Regions from separate parts of the Mus musculus genome. Here region 2 is linked to region 1. Evidence: chromatin contacts called from public capture Hi-C data. All regions are on one chromosome and are shown on one strand. Each heading gives the region's core, a stretch centred on a gene start, on an enhancer-like site or on the middle of the called end of the contact. The rest is flanking DNA. Distances are from core to core; before and after follow the strand shown.

Region 1 (6,897 bases), core at 1,134-3,633:
GCCTTCAACTCACAATCCTCCTGCTTCTACATGGAGCATACTAAGTATTACATGTAATACACAATACTACACTATATATTATGAATATATCATTTCTTGTTAGGAAATGCAGTCACAAAGATGTAAAAACACTGAGAAGACTAAAGTGCCTTCATTTCCAACTCAGCTGTTCTCTCTTGGCTTTGGGGTTGCAGAATGTGCTAGCTTCTCCCCAGCCTGCCCTCCACCGCAGTGAATTGTGATCGTGAATCCTATCCTGCTGTCTCTCTACTGCCCAAGTTAGGGTTTTATTGCTGTGGAAGAGACACCATGGCCAAGCCAACACATTGTCAAATGGAGGATCCTTGAAAGCTAAGTCAAAGAGGCAAGACACAGACTAGTAAACACTATGATGCTACCTACATAAGGAACATGGACTAGGCAACAATCATAGAATCAGCAAGGAGACTAGCAGTGAAGAGAGGCCAGAGGAGGGGTCATTTGGAGACTAACTACTAATCGAGGATAGGATAGATGAGATAGACTATATGAGAGTTATGGAAATGTCCTGAGAATAGTAACAACACACCTGTGAATATACTTGATGCCACCAAACTCCTCATTTCAAAATTGTTAAAAGTTATTCAGTAAGCTTTCAGCTGAAGGAGAGTGGAGACAAGTATATGGGTGAATTTGGAGGGAGGGAAGAAAAAGAAGAAAAAAGGAGAAATGTTCTAATTATATTAATCACAAAAATGAAATAAGATTTTTAAGTAACCTCAATCCAGTCACGAGAAAACACAATTGTAGAACAGTTACCCAAATAACTAATCAATATGCTTCAGAACTATCAAGGTCGTGACAGATGGAGGAACTGTCACAGACAGTGGGAGTCCAGGATGGAACAACAACCAAATGAAAGGTAAGATTCTGGACAGGATTCAAGACAAGAATTTTTTAAAAGGACCCCAGTCAAAAACCTGATGACATTATATAATACTTTCAATATAACAAATAGTATTATGCCAATGTTGGTTTCCCAATTCTAACAAGAACATAAACATAACTATGATTATGAAAGATGCTAGCCAACCATACGGAAAACTGGGTGGGAGCTATGTGAAAGCCCAATATCACTTTTGCATCTTTTCTGCAAGACTGAAGTCTGTTCAAAATAAAGTTTTTAAAATTTACTTTTAACTTATGTACATTGGAGTTTTGCATTCATATGTGTCTGTGTGAGGGTGTCAGAAGTCCTGGAACTGAGTTGCAGACATGTGTGGGCCACCATGTGGTTGCTGGGAATTGAACCCAGGTCCTCTGGAAGAACAGACAGTGCTCTTAACTGCTGAGCCATCATCTCTCTAGCCCCTCAAAATAAAGTGTTAAAAATCAACTCATGCTTTCAAAAAAAAAGCAGTAAAATATATTCTGGTTTATTAATTAGCTTTAATTCTTAACCAAAAATGCTGGATTCACACTCGAAGTACTCATATCAGAAACAAATGCCCCTCCCAGGCATGGTGGGCCAGCAGGAAAGACTAATCAGAGTTTACTGGCTGCAGCTGATGAACCATCAACATGAGCAATGGCCCTGTGACCCATGAACTGGGGAAAACACTGTAATGGCATGCTGATTCTTGTAAGAACTACAGCGAAGAATCTACAAAGCTCAGCACTCTGCCCTCTTCAGAAAGTACTGTGTCCGGGCCCATGTTTGGCTAGAAAATAAAAGCCCTGGCCTCCTTCTGGGGGTTAGCTGAATTCTGCCACTGTCACACAGAGACACTGTGACTGGGAACTTAGCACAGCTTCCCTGTGCCTTCCGACTAACACGAGTCGGGCGTGGCTAGAATATTCTCTGATCATAAGGCTGTGGGAAATGACCCTCAAAGTTCCCTTCTATTGTGTCCCAGGAGAGCATGACAGTTCTTCAAAGTACAACCCAGCATAGGTCAGTTCACAGCAGAGTCTACCTTAGGAGTCTGAGAAAACGGCCAAGGCTCTGTGAATCTGTACAAGTCCGTTTGCAACCCCCAGAGCAGAGCTCTCCTGGGACTAGATTACATGGGCTGCTGCTCTCCCTACCCCCCACTGCAAGACTCAGCGCTCATGCTTGAAGCCTTTGTGTTTCGGTGGCAAAAGCACAACCCGTATCTAAACAGAGACCAAATGTATTCAGTCTAGAGTCTCCGCATAACCTCAAGAGAGGAACCAGTTCCAAAGCACAGGATAAAAAAGGCCCCTCTTTTTCCTTTCTTTAGGTCAAATGTAGCCAACCCCATCTTCTATTTTCTTTCTCCCAAGGGACTGACTCGACTGCCATTTCCTGTCTTCATCTTCCTGCTTCCTCCTTACTCACTGGCTGGCCAGCCCAGCTGTGACTCGTCAGCTCCACTCCATGCCCCCCTTTAACAGCACGCCACCGTGAGGCTCTAGCCCGAGGGCAGCCTGCCTCTCATGAGCCATGGTCTGAGAACTGCACCTTCTTAATTTCCTGCAGTGCTGTAAAGACGGAAGCTATCCTCCACCATGAGCTGCTACTGACACCATTGCCCACTACGTGATGAGAACAAAAAGTCCCCAGTAAACTATCTAGAGTAATGCATCCCCAACACTGCCCACATATGAAATTCCAAGGACCTGTGAATAACCAGCAAGTTGCCAACAAGGTTGCCAGTCAGTTGGCATTAAAATGGGGAGATTAATTAACCTGGATTCTCCAGGTGAATCTCACATTATGGAAGACACACTGAAAGAGGTCAGAGTGGTGAGATGCTAGCAGAGTTCACCTTCTTTGAAGACTCAGAAAGGAAACATGAGCAGCTGGGGTCAAAAACAAGAGATTTTTCACTAGTTCCCAGTAAGAAACACAGCCCTGTCAATACCTTCATACTAAACACATGAGACCCACATCAGACTCCTATAGAACTGGGAGACAATACACTTGTGTTGGGTTTGTAGTAATTTGTTAGGGCAGTGTGGTGCTTTGAATAAGAATGGCCCCCATTGGCACATAGATTTGGATGCTTGCTCTTTAGTTTACGAAACTGTTTTGAGAAGCATTAGGAGGTGTGGCCTTATTGGGTGTGTCATTGGGGGCAAGTTTTGAGCTTTCAAAATCTCCCCTTGTCTCTCTCTCTCTCTCTGTCTCTCTGTCTCTCTCTGTCTCTCTCTCTCTCTCTCTCTCTCTGTGTGTGTGTGTGTGTGTGTGTGCCTCTGCCCTGTACTTATGGATTATAGTGTAAGCTCTCTGCTGTTCTTGCCACCACCATACCTTTGCTCTGCCATCATGGACTCATCCTCCGAAGCCATAAGCCCCAAAATAAATAAATTATTTCTTCTGTAAGTTGCCTTGGTCATAATGTCTTATCACAACAAGAGATATGTAAATAAAACAGGTAGCAATAGGAAACATAAAGTCCTACTTACGAAATGCCATAGCAGCATGTTTGGGGCCTAATGAATAAGCAAGTTTTACTTAAGTAAATCTATCTATGCAAAATCCACAGCATTTTCATGTCTTGTCTGAAAACCTAGCTCCATGCCCATAGCTACTATCAGTCTTCATTCCCCTAGCCTTAATTCCAAAAACCAGAGTCCAATAACTAAAAACACGTGTGTTTTTATGTCACAGGACAGGTTCTAAATAGAACACTTTGCTTGTGCCATTTTATGAGGTATCAGTTTGACACAAATCTTTAAAAAGAAAACCCACTCAGAGTTATTTTTGTAAGTGAAGGTGGGCAAGAACGGGGATAGTAAAATAAGATTATTACTTAGGCAATGAGCAATGCAAGGTAAGCCTCTTCTTATCATTTAACGCAACACTTTGCAACTAGAGATGATGACACCAATTTCCTTTTGAGACCCACTGAAGCTCACAGTGTCTGAGTCCCAGTCTCAGGGTTGCTTGCTCTTCAGGAGCCTCAAAGGGTTGGGTTTTTTTTTTTTTTTTTAATGCAAACTGTTCTTATGGCTATTGGTTTAGCTGGTGCCATGAGCTCGTAAAGAGCCAGAATGAACTCTTTTGAACATCATTTTCTTGTAGTGAGTACCCTAAATCCACAGGGAGACAGAACCCTCCTTAAATGGCAGATTCGGCTAAAAGAGAGCAAACATGGAAATTAGCACTGTTCTTTCGTTCAATTTGGGTCTCCTAAACTCCTTCCAACTAACTGAGAGGGAAAGTTTAAACTCAGATAGGGCCCATCTGACAAAGGTCTTGCTCATTGATTCCAGTTGCCTGCACTTGAAAGGAGTTAGGGCTAACAGAGGATAACCTAAAAATAAAAAGTAATGATTTCCAATGCCAGGACAGTTGGGCCACTTAAGCTCTACTTTCAGTAAGTCTCAGTTGCCTAGGAAGCAGACATATGGCTCCTCCCGTTCTCCAAAGTGTACTAACATCCAAAGGTAGAGCTGTCTAGGACACATGAGATGGTCCCTAAAGGAGTGGACACACATAACATCCAAAGCAGGTTCACTCAACATTCATTGTCAACATTCAAGACAATCCAAAGAGACTCAGCATCCTACTACCATCTCCACCATTACAGACTGTTTGCATGTGAGGCCAGCTGATGGGAGCTTCCACTGCCAGTTTAGAAGATGAAAGACTGTGTTTTTAGCGGGGGGGGGGGGGGGCGGGGGGGGAGAGGCATTTTTTAAGCAATTACTCCCTAATGAAAAGAAATGAACTCTGCTGTAAATGGCAGTGTCTGGTTCAAGATAAAAAGTTTGAGTCCAGTCAGTGAAGGAAAGAAGAAAAACATCCCTCATTTGAGGCCAGCCAACTACACTTCCCTAAAATGCAGGATGAACGCCCTGTAGAAATCAGCCCATGGGTTCTCATATCTGAGATGGACTCTGCACAGCCAGGCACACGAATTCGCTTCATTACAGGCCCAAGAGGAAGTGTGGAAAGCCTGAAGGCTGACCACAACTTAAACTGATAAAGTAGAACCTTCTATGGCAAACTTCGGAGGAGACAGCAACAAGGTCCGAGCTTTACAGGAGGCTGACCACCAATAGGGTCATCTCTTGGTAATTTCAATACAAAAGGAACTTCTCTTAATGATGAGTCAAGGACCAAGAAAAGATTCCCATGCATATGAGGCAAGTGATCTGGGGGGTCATAAATTCTATCCCAATGTCAAAATTCTCCCATGCCTACTTTTTTAGGTCATTTGCAGGGAAATTACTTCCAAATACATAAATATGCCTTACAACATGGCCAACAGTAAGGAAGACTACAGGCAGTAATGACTTTCTCAGTTGCACCTGACCACCAATCTCAGGCCAATGGAAGCCAATAAGGCATGTAATTAAATGATGATTTCTACCCTGGTTTGGGAAAATGATACTCTGCCTTTAGACTCATGTTTCTTCTCATTCAACAGTTTTTTTTTCCTTTTGCCACCCATTATAGGTAACACACCATGTGAATTTGAAGGCTGTTATCATGGCCTGACAACCAGGGGGCAGGGACAATGTACACAGAGCATGAAGGTTGGGGTCCTTAAAGTCCCTGGGTTTTGTCAACCAACATGTGTCTTCTCTTCAACATGTGTCTACCCCTTCTTCTATGCTTCCGAAAGCATCTAAGTTAGGGTGGGGAGAGGAGGAGGAAGCAGAATTAGGGATGGCCACAAACGAAGCTCAGATTCTTCCATTTTTCAGCAATCCAAGGAAAACAACAGTGAATAAGAGGTCTCACGGACCCGCCTCAAAAATAAATAGCTCTTTGCCTATTGATTTCTTCCTTTTCATAAGTACTGGAATGCACATGCATGACTTACTGTAGTCAAGCGTACTATTCTCTTCCACCTCCTAAGCAAAAACTGTCAGCTATAAGCTGAAAGCCAAGATTTCCCAAGACCGAGCCCTGGACAATAAGGAGGGACTTGAACATGCAAAGACAGCAGAGCCCAGGGAAGCTGTGGGTAGGTTCTGCTAGCGCCAACAAAGGACAAATAAGTCTTGTTGGCAACTAGAGACTCCCTAAGTCATCACTATAGAGAGTTTGTTCTAATGTGTACAAAACTGGGTGCATGTGAATATGACTGATTACTAACTTGGCTCTTGGTGGCCAGAAGGAAGCAATTAATGACAAAAGACAAAAAAATAAAGATTTTTAAATCAGGCTGTGTCAAGGAGTATGACCGAACCTGTAATTAATCTCCCCCAAAGGCACCATCTCCAAATAGGACCACATTAGGTACTAGGACATTAACATATGAGTGAATCTGGGGCTGCACAAACATTCCAATCTGATAGCACAAGCTAAAAAGTACCAATGTATCTCCCCGCCCTCCCTACCCAGAACAGATGAACACACAAACTGAAAGCCAAAAGGCATTAGAAAAGAGGAGCTTGTTTAATCTACCTTCTATGTGCACAAATGCCTGATAAAGGATCATGGCACACAGGAGGGCCCTGGCCTCGGTGTGCTATTATGAGGGGTGTGTGTGTGTGTGTGTGTGTGTGTGCACCTAAAGCAAGTACAAGTCCCTTCTATTCTGCTTGAGACAGGTGCATACAACAGGCTTGCTGACCCAGGAGCTTCTGTGGATTCCCCTGTCGCCCTGTTCCATCTCACCACAGAAGCACTGAGATTATTACAGTGGTGCGCCACTGCATTTGGTTTTATGTGGATTCTTAGATTCCAACCTCAGGTCTTCACGCTTGTGCCCTTTAGGGATCGAGGCATTTCCCCATCCACATTCTCTTTCTTTTTAACACACTGGAGCTCTAAGTATGCCTGAAGATCTTGATACACTCACGCAGCATTTAATCATTGTGATGGTGGTAGCTGCTTAGCACTCAAGAAAACACAACTAGAAGAGTAATTGGAAATGCCCTCTACAAATGGAATGTGGCAAAAGAAAACTGACAGACGTCTCGGTCACTAGTGAC
Region 2 (7,480 bases), core at 2,436-4,935, 190 kb before region 1:
CTCTCCTCCCCCAGTAAAGTACAGCATAACTCCCCATTGGGTTTTCAGAGTGACTTCTTCCAAAAGAGTTTAGAATGGAAAGAAGGCAGAATGAAATAAAACAAGACAAGGAACCTTCCCAGGGGACAAAACTGTCCAAGCTCACCTCAGTCAAGGTGACCAAAGTCAACATTGAAAATGAAGTTACTTTGATATCATGAGCCCTCCGCATCTGATGTCACATGAATGAGCCTCCATCATGAGAAAACCTTCAGACAAATGGCCAATTGAACATTCTACAAAACTCAAAATTGCTAAGGTCACCAAAACAGGAGGAATCTTAGGAGTTAGGGTGATTAAATACAATGCAGAATCCTGAATGACACCCTAAAATTAAAGAAAAGGGACAATGAATAAAAACTAAGGGTACCTTAAGGGGTCTGTAACCCTATAGGTGGAACAATATGAACTAACCAGTACCCCCCAGAGCTCCTGTCTCTAGCTGCATATGTATCAGAAGATGACCTAGTCGGCCATCAGTGGAAAGAGAGGCCCATTGGTCTTGAAAATTTTATATGCCTCAGTACAGGGGAATGCCAGGGCCAAGAAGTGGGAGTGGGGGGAGAGGGGAGTGGGATGGTTGGAGGATTTTTGGGGTAGCATTGGAAATGAAAATGAAGAAAATACCTAATTAAAAAAATAATACTACTAATAAAAACAGGGTACCTGAATAAAGTTAGGGCTTTAATTAATAACCACCTAGTGGCATTGGCTTATACATTGCAACAGATATAATATGAATAGAAGCTGCTAACAATTGTGAGAGCTCTGCATGGGGTATGTAGAAATTCCGGTATTACTTTACCACCTCTCTGTAAACCTAAAATTATTCTACATGAAGAGCTAATTTAAAAACTAATTAGAAAAGCAACAAATTAAAAGGCGGACATGGTGGCATAAGTCTGTAATTGCAGTACTTAGAAAACAGACAGGAAGCTGAGGAGTTCAAGGCCATCTATAGCTTCATAGTGAGCTATAGGTCACTGTGGGCTACATGAGACCCAGTATCAAAGGATTTAAATAGATAAATACTAATTAGGGCAGGTAGGTGTGCACAACACCACACACCTATAGTCTCAGCATTTGGAGAGTGAGGCAGGAGGATTATAGGAGTTCAGGGCTAGCCTGGACTCATAGTGAGTCTGAATCCAACCTGGGCAACATGACAACTTATTTCAAAATAACAACGATAACAAAAAAAAACTAATTGGGAAGATGAATTTGTTGAAATGCATAGGTGTTATTTATACATATACACAATTATATGGGTGCATACACAAATGCAAATGTATTTAAACAATACCCTCCTAACTTATCCCCCGCTCCCCACCCCCATGGCTAGTTCATCTATGAGCAAAGACAATAGAATGCTGACTCTTGGCTTTCTGGTTCCCCAAACACACAGAACAATTTTCTTTGAAAGAAAATTTGGCTCATCTGTCAATTCTGCTGCCAACCGTGCCAATGGCAGCCTGGCTGCAAGTGTGTGCATGAGGTGGGCCCATCTGCCCCTTTCCAGGAGCTACTAGAAGCTCCTGGTGCCTGGCCAATTAGTCATCAACCACAGAGCCCTGGGCTGGCAACTCTGCCAGCTACTTCCTCTTCAATCTCTAGTCCACATTCTCAGGCACCTCCCTAGTTATCTCTCTAAAGTGCACAACTGAACTCCTCCACCAACATGCCAGCCCACCCAGGGAAAGCAGACTGGCAAACTCCTGTGGAAAGAGGCACCAGCTGCCTACCACCATCACAACCTGACCCTCCCTGAGCTCCGGCCCAATCTACCTATTTGCCCCTTCATTGTAATCATGCTTTCTCCCGATCCACACACATACCGTCAATCCTGTGACTTCCCATCATTTTTGAACACTCTTTTCCTTGAAAATATCTTTAGATACTCCCTTACTTTTCAGCATCCCAGGAAATTCCCTTCTGCCCGATTCTCACAGCAACTATGGACACAACTCTGCTAGTCCTTCTCCCTGCCTTATATGGTCCTTTATATATACAAGTTTCTCAGATCAAGGGACAATCTACCCAGGCATGGAGGTATATGCCTGTAATCCCAGAAGTTGGAAGGTAGAAACAGGAGCATCAACAGTTCATTATCATCCCCACCTACATAGTGGGTTAGAAATGAGCCTAGGGTCCATGGTAGCCTGTCTCAAACAAAACATAAATAAAAGGTTTTGAGACAATCCATGGTATCAGATGAGAAACCTAGAAATAATGACTGAGCCAAAGTATGACTTTGGTAAGAAGTGTTAAATACCAATTACCTAGATCATATCTACCTGACTCCTAATCAATAATCATCCGGGCAAACAAACAAGGAAAACCACTCTATACCTAATCTATAACTACAACATCTAGGTCAATTGTTTCTCCACTTTCATAATGCTGTGATTCTTCAATACAATTTGCCATGTTGTGGTGAGCTTCTCCAACCAGAAATTTATTTTCATTGATACTTCATTACTATAATTTTGCTAATGTTTATGAATCATAATATAAATATCAGATATACAGGATATGATATGTGCGGGATAGGATATCCACAGGTTGAGAACCACTGATCTGCATATACCACTCAGCTGATTGCTTTTGATGTGGATTGTCACCCATTCAGTCAGTCAGTCATAGAGAAATCTCAGGGTGCCACTGATGATCTGTACAAGAAATTTGGTGATGCTTCAGTAAATGAATACCTGAGGCAATTAATGAATAAATGGAAAGGGAATTTTCAGCTACACCACAAGCCCAGCAGGAGCACAGTGAGCTTTAGAGTTCTAACTGGATTAAGACAAAAGAGGGTCTTCACTTATCTTGTCAACAAACATTTACTGAAGACCAATGATACATAGTAGTTTTAACAATTTTTTTTCAAGGAATTGTAAATAGAGTGGTGACTAATGCAGACAAGGTCCCAAATTATGGCATTTACATTCTAGTGGCTGACATTTAAGACTTGGTAATATGAAACAAACAGTTGCCACAAATATAGCAAAATTCGAGTCTACTTTTTGGAGTTTCAAATCTTCCATAATCAAGATTTAAAAAAAAATGTCAGGCTGGAGAGATGGCTCTGTTGCTAAAGTGTTCGCCATGCAAACAAGAGGAATTCCTAGCACTCAGGTAGAACCAGGCACAGCAAGGTGAACCTATAATCCTGGTGCTGGGGAGGTACAGGCAGAGAGATCCCGAAAACCCATTGGCCAGCCAGTCTAACCAAACTGATCAGCTCCGGGTTCAGTGTGAGACCCTGGCCCAACAACTGAGGTGGAAGCTAGGCAAGGAGGCATTTGCCTTTTCACCCTAGCACACGGGGAAGTAGAGAAAAGCAGATTGCTGGGAGCTGGGAGCTAACCTGGTCTACAGATTGAGTTCCAAACCAACCAGAGCTACACAGTGAGACTACTTTAAAATAAGACTGAAGAAGACACATGGCAAATGAATTTATACACTACATGAAATCTCTCTCTCTGCAATGGTCCTGGAAAAGGTAACTATTCCTTTCTAGTAAAAAAGAACCTTAACTACGTGATTATTATATGATAAGTACTTTTCTAATCATTATACACATTTACTTAATCCTCGTGCTACCCGTAAGTGACAAATCATCTTGTTATTCTAATTTTAAAGATGAGGAACAGAAAGCTCTGAGTCACTAACTTGCCTTCTAAGGAAGCAGAGTTAGGATTTGAACCTGTCCTATCTGACCTGGCTGTTTAATAGCGTATGTGTGTGTGTGTGTGTGTGTGTGTGTGTGTACACTTTGACTTTAAACTCACTATGTAGCTGAGGGTGATCTTGAACTGTGTACCCTATAGCCTCCACCTCCAGGTAATTGACTTCTAACCATGCAGGAACACAGCTGGTTTACACAGTGCTGAGGATCGAAGCCTCGGCTTTCTGCACGCTGGGCTCTAGCTCCAGTCTGTAGAAATACAATAGTAAGAGCTCCTGAGACTGTGGCTCTTGGTAATGATCTGGCTGCGGTTAAAGATTTCTTGGAAAATACATTAGGCTGAGTGTTTCACAAAGTACACGTCGAGCATACATAAATAGCAGAAAACATCCAACCTGTCAAAAAAATAACCCTCGGGAGAGAGAGATGGCTCAGTACTTAAGAGCACATATTGTTCTTCCAGAGGACCAGAGTTTTATGCCCTTTATCAGGTGCCCTACAACCACATGTCACTCCACCTCCAGAGGATCTGATATGCTCTTCTGACTTCCAAGGGCAACTGCACTCACACAGGGAACATGGCTTGCTTGCACACACAGGCACACACACACTTAAATAATAATAATCTTTTAAAAACTGTAACATTGTTTCCCATTCCTTACCAACCCCCCTTTCCTTTTCCTAGACAAGGAAACATGGATACAATGGGAATAAATAAACTGAAGTCTAACAATCCCATATGTTTCACTTAACCAGTAAGCATCATAATACCATCTGCTCATTGAAAGCCACAGAGTTTGCAATCACTCTAAAGATGTCATATAATCATATCTTTCCATCCAACTGAGGAATATTCAATAATCTAAGTCTTAGATGAGTTTTTTTTTAAATCTTACCCAGTTGTGTTTTATTAGCCAAAGAATATATTAGCTCCTGGGCCTCACCAGAGCTTATTTCTCTTCAAAGGATTGGAGATTATGATTGTTTGAATGACAAAAGTCCTTATAGACTCATATATTTGAATCCTTGGTCCCCAGTTGGTAAAACTGTGTAGAAAGGATTAGGAGGTGTGGCATTGTTGGAGGAGTTGTGTCACTTGGGATAGGCTTTGAGGTTTCAAAAACACACATCATTTCCAGTTAGCTTGCTCTGTTTCCTGCTTGAGGATCAAAATGTAAACTCCCAGCTAGTACCCAGCACCATGTCTGGCTGACTGCTGTCACCTTCCCCAAAAGGATGCTGAAGGATTTTCCCTCTAAACTTTAAGCCCTAAATAAACTCTTTCTTATGTAAGTTGACTTGGTTGTGGTGTCTTGTCACAGCAATAGAAAAGGAACTAACAAGCATGGAGATTTCTTCTTTTAAAATTTTTAATCAAGAGAGAGAGAGGGGAAAGAGAGAACATTTTGTGTGTGTGTGTGTGTGTGTGTGTGTGTGTGTGTGTATGTATATATATATATATATATATACACATATACATACATACAAGTGCCGTAGCATTGTATAGAGGTCAGGGGACAGCTGGTGGGAGTAAGTTTTGTCCTTCCACCTTGGGGATCCTGGGGACCAAACCTGGGTCACTAAGCTTGATGGCAGGTAATTTTACCTGCTGAGCAATCTTCTTGGCCCCAGATCTCTTATTTACAATAGAGACTATTACTTTTGTTGTTTGTTTGTTTGTTTGAAATATGATTTTGCTATGTAGCATTAGATAGCACTGGAAATTATATAGACCAAGCTGGCCTTGAATTTGCAGTGGTCACCCACCTCAGTCTCTAGTATTCTGGGAATACAGACATGAATACTGTATTCAGCTAAGACTGTCACTTGTTACTTATCTGGTTTAATTCTACTATGAAGTTTAATGAATTTTTACTAGAATGGATAAAAAGACTATCAGAGATATGAATGAAAATATTAAAATTCTCTTAACTACAATTTGGCAGATTGAAACAATTGATTTGCAAATTTCCATTTACATACAATTTAAATTTTAATTCTCTGCCACAGGCAAATGTTTCAATGTTGATACCATAAAAGGCATTAATTCGAGTGACTGTAATTCTATAAATAAGATTCATGTTGACAGGAGTTAAAAACAGAGACTGCCACAAATAAAAACTAGTAAAAAATAACAACAACAACAACAATAACAAAATCCTTTCAAGAAAGAGATGTCAGAAGTCACTAAGAGAAATCAACTAAACCAGGAAGGCATAGGAAAAAAGTTCCTGACAGGATTCTCTGTAAGAAACATTATATATGACCAACCTGTCAAACCACAATGCTTCGAGATATCTTTTCCAACCAGTCTAAAAAGACTGGTTCCCAGATGATTAGAGGAGCCGAGACTAGTCATGCCTTTAGAGTCCAAACATGGACTAAGTTGGCACAGAAAGCGATGACTATTCTATATAGAAAGCCATACCAAGTGAGGTCCTGGGCCTCACCCAAATCTCTGCAACTTACCGACAATTGTATCACACCCACCCCTCCTTTACCTAAGTGTTTGATGTAGAGTAATCATCTGAGTGACTCACCAACAAGTGCTCTAAACTGCTGAGCCATCTCTCCAGGCCCTACGAACATATTCTAACTAAGCATAATTTTAATGGAAACATTTTGGCAAAAGTTCCCTTTCCTGTAATCTCTATTAAATAAAATTTGTAACATACACAAAAATGGAGCATACATCAAACTCCCATGTATGTGTCACTTGCTTTCAATTACTATCAACTCATGAGCTAGATGGTATAAGCCTGTAATCCTAGCATTTGAAAGGCAGAGGCTGGGGGGCCAGAAGTTCAAAAAATATCAACTCATCACCAATCTTGTCTTCTCTACATCATTTCATCTGTAAATATTTCAGTTAAATGGTACATTACACAAATTATTCACAGGTATATCTATGTTTTAGTATTATGTGGGGTCCCTCTTATATCTTAAGAGGAGGAGCAAGAATAACAATATGCCCTGGCTTTTGTTTGGCTGGCTAGTTTGGCTGACTGGAACTGACTAAGGACATCAGGTGAGCCTTGACTTTTCAATTATACTGCCTCAGTCTCCCAAGTGCCAGGATAAAGGTGCATACTACCAAGCCTGCCTTCACTATTTCTTTGTTTCAGGGTTGGTAGAGGGCTTTTTCCACTGACATGTAATCTTTAAGTGTTACTTATTAAACATACATGGATAGGGGCTTGGGGGATGGTTCAGTTGGTAAAATGTCTGCCATGCAAGCATGAGGCCCTAAGCTCAGATATCTAGTATCCACAAAAAATTTAGATATGGTAGAAAATATCTATAACCCCAGCACTGGGAGGCAGAGACAGACAAAACATGGAGTTTACTGGACAATCAACCTGATCAACAAGTGAGCTTCAGATTCAGTGAGGAAGCCCTGGGGTAGTAAATATCGTGTAAAGAGATCAAGAGAGACACCCAGTGTTGACTTCTGGCCTCCAAGTGTACACAGCCCCATATCCATAACTCCCATGCATACAGAGAGAGGGGGAGGGAGAGGGAGAGAGGGATAAATAGACAAGAGAGAGAGGGAGGGAGGGAAGGAAGAAGGGAGAGAGAGAGGGAGGGGTGGAGGGAGAGATAGATAGATAGAGAGAGAGAGAAAGAGAGAGAGAGAGAATTATCTACTAATCCAGAGAATTGGGCCTTAATACTTTATAAAGTTGAATGGAAATTATAAATATGGTTCTTGAAGTTATCAAAGATAATTGGATTCCGTTTTTTCCTCATACA

Evidence for each region. Capture Hi-C pulls out chosen DNA fragments and counts their contacts.
Region 2: a capture Hi-C map of bone marrow-derived macrophages shows a contact between it and region 1, with 5 times the contacts expected there. The contact joins two enhancer-like sites. A contact is called at or near these places in 3 of 484 Hi-C or Micro-C datasets (the HL-1 cell line, cortical neurons and double positive thymocytes) and 4 of 9 other capture datasets (adipose tissue, bone marrow-derived macrophages, liver and 1 more).

Annotation. Positions count from the first base shown.
Region 1 is chrX:159,645,712-159,652,608 of GRCm38.p6, reverse strand. All of the region lies in intron 1 of Sh3kbp1 (SH3-domain kinase binding protein 1), which reads right to left. Among named protein-coding and RNA genes, the nearest start is that of Sh3kbp1, 22 kb to the right of the region's middle. Within about 2 kb of position 2,383, at least 94 of the 459 cell types and tissues checked have an H3K27ac peak or open chromatin away from gene starts, as enhancers often do. A contact at or near this core is called in bone marrow-derived macrophages, where this site is marked.
Region 2 is chrX:159,831,681-159,839,160 of GRCm38.p6, reverse strand. The region is part of intron 6 of Sh3kbp1 (SH3-domain kinase binding protein 1); the gene reads right to left. Among named protein-coding and RNA genes, the nearest start is that of Map3k15, 150 kb to the left of the region's middle. Within about 2 kb of position 3,685, at least 5 of the 459 cell types and tissues checked have an H3K27ac peak or open chromatin away from gene starts, as enhancers often do. A contact at or near this core is called in bone marrow-derived macrophages, where this site is marked.